2 separate regions of the Mus musculus genome follow, and region 1 is linked to region 2. The links are chromatin contacts, called in public Hi-C maps. All regions are on one chromosome and are shown on one strand. Each heading gives the region's core, a stretch centred on a gene start, on an enhancer-like site or on the middle of the called end of the contact. The rest is flanking DNA. Distances are from core to core; before and after follow the strand shown.

Region 1 (2,700 bases), core at 135-2,634, 82 kb after region 2:
AGCAAAGACTCCAGTGAGCTGCATCACCAGCCCTGTAACCTATGTTTTGAAGCAAATCCCAACAATATCAGAAGTGAGGCCTGGGGGCAGGAGAAGTGGCTCAGCAGTTTAGCTGCTCTTCAAAGGATCCAAGTTCAATTCCCAGCAACCACATGGTTCTTCACAACTACTTTTCCAGATCCATGTGATCTGATGCCCTCTTCTGGCCCCTATGGGACTGCATGCTTGTGATGCACAGACATACATACAGGCAAACATTCATACTCAGGGTGTGGTGCATGCCTTTAATCTGTGAGTTCCAGGCCAGCCTGGTATACAAACTGAGTTCCAGGACAGCCAGGGAGGGCTCCATTACATAGAGAAATCTTGTCTTGAAAAATAAAATTAAATAAATAAATAAAGTAAATAAGGTTGAAAAGAGAATCAGACATGGTACAGAAGCAGGAGGATTAAGGCCAGCCTGGGCTATAAAGCAAGACTGTGTATCAAAAACAAAACAAAAGAACATGTACTGTTCTTAGAACCTGGGTTTGGTTTGTAGCTCCCATACCAGGCAGCTCACAAGCACCTATGACTCCAGCTTCAGGCAATCCAACATATTCATTCATGTTCGCACATAAATAGAAATAAAAAATTCTTAAAAATAAAAAGAGGAAAATCCAAGGGGAAAAAGTTGGCAAGGAAAAAGTGGATAAGGATATATCGCCAAGTTTGACAACCTGAGTTCAGTTTCCAGGGCCCACATGGTGGGAAAGAGCTATTGGACTCTCCCCCAAGTTGTCCACACACATGCCTTGCTACATGCACACACAATCCCACAAACACATAAACAAATGTAAAAAAACAATTTTTTTAAGGAAGAAAAGGAGGCAGGCATGGTGGTACATACTTTTTAATTCCAGTACCCAGAAGGCAGAGGCAGAAGCAGAGGCAGATGGATCTCTTGAGTTTGAGGAGTCTGGTCTACAGAGCAAGTTCCAGTACAACCAGGGCTACACAGAGAAACCCTATCTCAAAAAACTGGGGCATTGGGGGATGGGTGGGTAGGTGGGTGGGTGGGTGGTGGAATTTGGAGGACCACTGCAGACGTCCCAATATCAGAATAATAGAAATTACAGTAGGAAAATAAAGTGGGAAATTACCTATATAACTTAATTTTGACAGCTGCAGGGAATGATCTGTCATTAAAGGGTGTGCCTGTGCCCAGACTTAGGTTAGTAAAATAGAGCCATGTCAGTCATGCCATCTCAAAGTTCTGGAAAGAGGGTCCCTTGTGACCCACACCAGCAGTAGAAAACAGGAAGACAGCTGAACAGAGCTTCAGAGTCCTGAGGGGATCTAGGGCAATGGTAAGTGAGGAAGTATGAGCTGGGCATGTGGGAGGAGCTGAATTTGCTTCCCTAGCACACAGTCCATGCTGGGTGAGCGTGGGGGCTCACTGTGGAGCAGAGACAGATGGGCGAGGGCACTTAGCTGGACTTGTCAGAGTACTGAAGTCTGGAGTCACCTGAGAGACCCTGGCTCAGTGGATAAGGTGGTCAGTGATTGAGAAAGATACCTGAATTCAACCTCAGGCCTCTACACACACACACACACACACACACCCCACCCCCACATGCTGCATGTGTGTGGGTCAGAAGGCACTTCCAGGGTTCTGGGGAATAACCTCAGGTTGTTAGGCTTGGAAGCAGGCATATTTACTCACTGAATCATCTAGCTGCCCCTCCCTCGGTTTTAAATAAGAGCTTTAGTGTGATAGTAGTCACATGCTGCCTCATTCTCCCATTTTAGATACCTAGTTCAGTGGGCATGCTAGTCTATTCATAGAGTTGAGCAGTTGTACGTCACTTACAGAACGTGTTCCTAGTAAGAAATGCTACATCTCCTTCAGCTCTTCCTCTCTTCTACAGCCCCCCTCCTCCTCCTCCTCCTTCCTTCCTTCTCCTTTCAGTCCCTGGCAACCACTCAGTCTGTCTACCTTTCAAACTGAGTTTGAGAAGGAATTAGCTCTCCATGCTCACCCTTTATGCCTCCTCACCTGGTAACTTCTGCTTAGGGAATTTAACCAGGGACCCTCTAATTGCTGGTCTGCTGCTCATGTACAGTGCTTACCTTTCTGTTGTATTTGGCCTGCCTTTCTCCTTTATGCTCTGTTTTCTTCTGTCCTCTTGCTTGCTTCCCTTTTCCTGAGTGATAAGGTGTGCTATTAATGTTCCAGCCATGTCCTGCTAATGTCTCTCTCCACAGCACACAGTCAGTATCACTCACTGTTCCTAGATATGACGTGGGAATCCCACAGCCATTTCTTCATGGGTGAGATGAAACTCACCTTGTTCCTCATCGAGGAGGAAGAGGAAGAAGATGATAAAAAGGCATTCGAACTTGCTAGAAAGCCCTACTTCTTTTAAGTAAACTAAACCTTCCAAGTTGTCTTCAGCCTAACTAAAATAGTTCCTTCCCCACTCATAAGGCCTTCTCATCTTTCAGACATTAGTTACACTACTTCAGGATCTGAGAATGTGTCTCTGTTGGTTGAGTCACCCTCAGCTAAAAGAACTTCAAGGCCAGCCTGGGCTACATGAGCTAGTTTAAAAGAGAAAGGGGAGAGACTGCTGGACAGAGTGGCCTTTCCATACTACTTTTGTAGTTTCCTCTTAATCTAAAATGAATTCACAGTAAACACTTAAGGACAATGGAGGC
Region 2 (2,700 bases), core at 110-2,609:
AGGTGGTGTGGGCCACGCGGGGCGCGCGGGTGTCTGGAACCCTGATGTTCTGGAATGGTGAAGGCGAGCCAGTGGCACTGCTGGAAAGCAAATGGCCTGTGAGCGGCCTGCTCAGGCTAGACTCTGCAGTTGTAGGCTAGTAGGGGAGCCCATTCCTGCATAGTCACACCAGCCGTGTTCACCAAAATTACCTCCCCGGGACCCTTTATCTAGGATGTAGGTGTGTAAGAGATAATGTAGGGCTGGGCAGTGATGGCACATGCCTTTAATCCCAGCACTTGGGAGGCAGAAGCAGGTGGATTTCTGAGTTCGAGGCCAGCCTGGTCTACAAAGTGAGTTCCAGGACAGCTAGGGCTACACAGAGAAACCCTATCTCGAAAAACAAACAAAAAAAGAGATAATGTAAAGGCCCAGAAACCACGTTCTCTGAAATGCTGGAAGAGACCACAGGTAGGGGGCCACAAGTAGAGATCAGTAGCCAAGCAAGTAGGACAGGCCTTTTCTTGCTGACAGCTGTGAGGCAAAGGGCTGTCATGTTCCAGATGCATGAAAGAGCCGACAAATAGGATTGGTTCCGAGAATAGCAGAAACGTAGGCTAGAAAGGTGAGCCAGAGGGCATTTTTCGGTACAGTACAGGGAAATTGAACATTGTGGTTGTCATTCTTTAAGGGAGGCTGCTGATGGCTGCAAAGTCAGGGTTAGTGTGAACTCGGCAGAGCATCTGTCTGGTGAGATGTCTAGCACATTCTAGCACTGGCACCTGCTCCATGCCAGGTCTGGCCTGCACAGAGGATACCACAAGCACAGCCTTTGTCTATCCTCAAGATGTTCCTGGTCCAGCTGGAAAGGCGTGTATTAACATCCAGTGTAATCAATGACATCATAGGACAGACAGGTAGGTGCCTTAGCCTAGACCCATACTTAGCTTTCAAGTAACTAGAATGCTGCACACTAGAGTTAACTTTTGTTCCTAGCCAACTACTGATAGGAATCTAAAGCCCAGATAACTACCAGAACCCATCTTACTTGCTTCCTAACTCTTCTCACAACACCTATAAAGTGCTGATTCTACAGTGTGGTTTTTCAAATACCTCTCCTGCCATCGAGGGCAGGAGTGAAAACTGCTGTCGGGTTTCCTTTGCCACACCTTCATTAAACCCAACAGAATTGTGCAGGTGGGCAGAGACAGGTGTTCTCCCCCACCCCCTGATTTAACTCATGGAGCGAGTCTCTGGAAGTCCCTACACATCCATCTTTGAGGTTACAACTTCCCCAGTAGACTGTTTCCTGACATTCCTTGTGAGTTGTTCCTCACCTGGAAGATGTGGTGGCGGTGCCCAAGCTGCTGTCCCAGGCCTGGCCCCATTTCTGGGTTATGGCACCCACCTGTCTGCCAGCTGTGACTCACAATGCCTCCCTGCCAGGCCTCCTAGGGTAGAGGTGGTGTAGACAGTGAAGTGTGTTCAGTTACGGGAAGTTTCCGGAGCATTGACTGTGCTCCAGGCACTGTTCTGGGGGAGGGAAGACGTTCAATCATAAAATCGCACCCCTCATTTTGTTTAAATCTTTGTTTTGATTTAGGTCCTTTTGAGACAGGATAGCCCAGGTTACCCTGTAGCCCAGGCTAGTAAGAATCCTCCTGAGCCAGTCAGTGGCAGCAGGTGGGTTTCAAGAGTTCGAGGCCAGCCTGGTTCAAGGCTGCCAGGGCTACACAGAGAAACCCTATCTGGAAAAACAAAACAAAACAACAACAAAGGGATCTGCCTGCTTCCTGCCTTAGCCTTCCAGCCGGATTATAATCATATGTTTCTGGCTTCTATGTGGAAGGTGGGAGTATGGGTAGTGTGACCTCTGGCCAAAAGCTAACCTCCAGTATCTTCTTGATCACTCTTCACCTTACTTGTTTGTTTACTTATTATAAACATAAAGGCAGGGTATCTTTATGGAGTCCTGGCTATCCTGGAACTAGCTCTGTAGACCAGGCTGGCCTCAGACTCACAGAGATCCACTTGCTCTGCCTTAGAGTGCTGAGATCAAAAGTGCACCAACCTGCCTGGTCTTCCACCCTATTTTTTGAGTCAGAGTCTCACTGAACCTGGAGTTAGCAGAGTCAAAAGGCCAGCTGGCCAAAAAGCTGTAGGGATCTTCTACCCCCACCTTTGCCAGGGAAGTGTCTTCTTGGAGTTGTAGTGACATCAAAGGTGAGAGAGAGCTCCCAGAGATGCACTCTGTGAACAAGGTGGGAGTTGGGTACCACTCGACTTCTGGCCAGCTATGAAAGTCATGTGTTGTATTAATGAAGATAGGGCAGAGGGATCTTACTCATTCTGTCTCTCCCTTAAGTTCCAGACAGACATTGCTGTACCCTGCAGATTGTGTGTGTCAGTGTCCCGTGTCAGCACTGGGGTTAGAGATGCAGGCTGCCACACTCACTCAATCCCATGAGAACTGGGGTTCTGCACTCAGGGTCTCAGGCTTGTGCAGCAGGCCCCTCCCTCACTGAGCCATCTCAGGCCCCTTACTTGGGTTTTTGGAGACCTGATCTCACTTTGTTAGCCTAAGCTGGCTCAAATCTCCTAGGCCTAAGTGATCCTCCTCCCATCTTAGTCTCCTGAGCAGCTCCAGCCTATAGGCTGTGGCACACAGTACCTTAAGCCAACATTCTTGGCAATGGGGTGGATGGGAGGTGAGCATAAGGA

What was found. A called contact is a pair of places that touch in the nucleus more often than the background predicts.
Region 1: a Hi-C map of bone marrow-derived macrophages shows a contact between it and region 2, with 65 read pairs. The contact joins the enhancer-like site here to the promoter of Cby3 in region 2. A contact is called at or near these places in 20 of 39 promoter capture datasets (the 3T3-L1 cell line, the C10 cell line, the HPC-7 cell line and 12 more), 4 of 15 datasets of contacts at CTCF or cohesin (CD8 T cells, the G1E-ER4 cell line, large pre-B cells and 1 more), 72 of 484 Hi-C or Micro-C datasets (the AML12 cell line, B cells, the BV-2 cell line and 42 more), 11 of 115 datasets of contacts at active chromatin or transcription factors (the HPC-7 cell line, astrocytes, bone marrow-derived dendritic cells and 6 more) and 4 of 9 other capture datasets (adipose tissue, embryonic stem cells, liver and 1 more).

What each region holds. Positions count from the first base shown.
Region 1 is chr11:50,274,730-50,277,429 of GRCm38.p6, reverse strand. The region is part of intron 1 of Maml1 (mastermind like transcriptional coactivator 1); the gene reads left to right. Among named protein-coding and RNA genes, the nearest start is that of Maml1, 16 kb to the left of the region's middle. Within about 2 kb of position 1,384, at least 144 of the 459 cell types and tissues checked have an H3K27ac peak or open chromatin away from gene starts, as enhancers often do. A contact at or near this core is called in the AML12 cell line, B cells, the BV-2 cell line and 18 more, where this site is marked.
Region 2 is chr11:50,356,420-50,359,119 of GRCm38.p6, reverse strand. Cby3 (chibby family member 3) reads right to left here and starts at 1,359. Exons shown (of 2, transcript NM_029691.1): 1 at 1,317-1,359; 2 at 1-80. Mir804 (microRNA 804) reads left to right here and starts at 1,241; the gene lies at 1,241-1,335.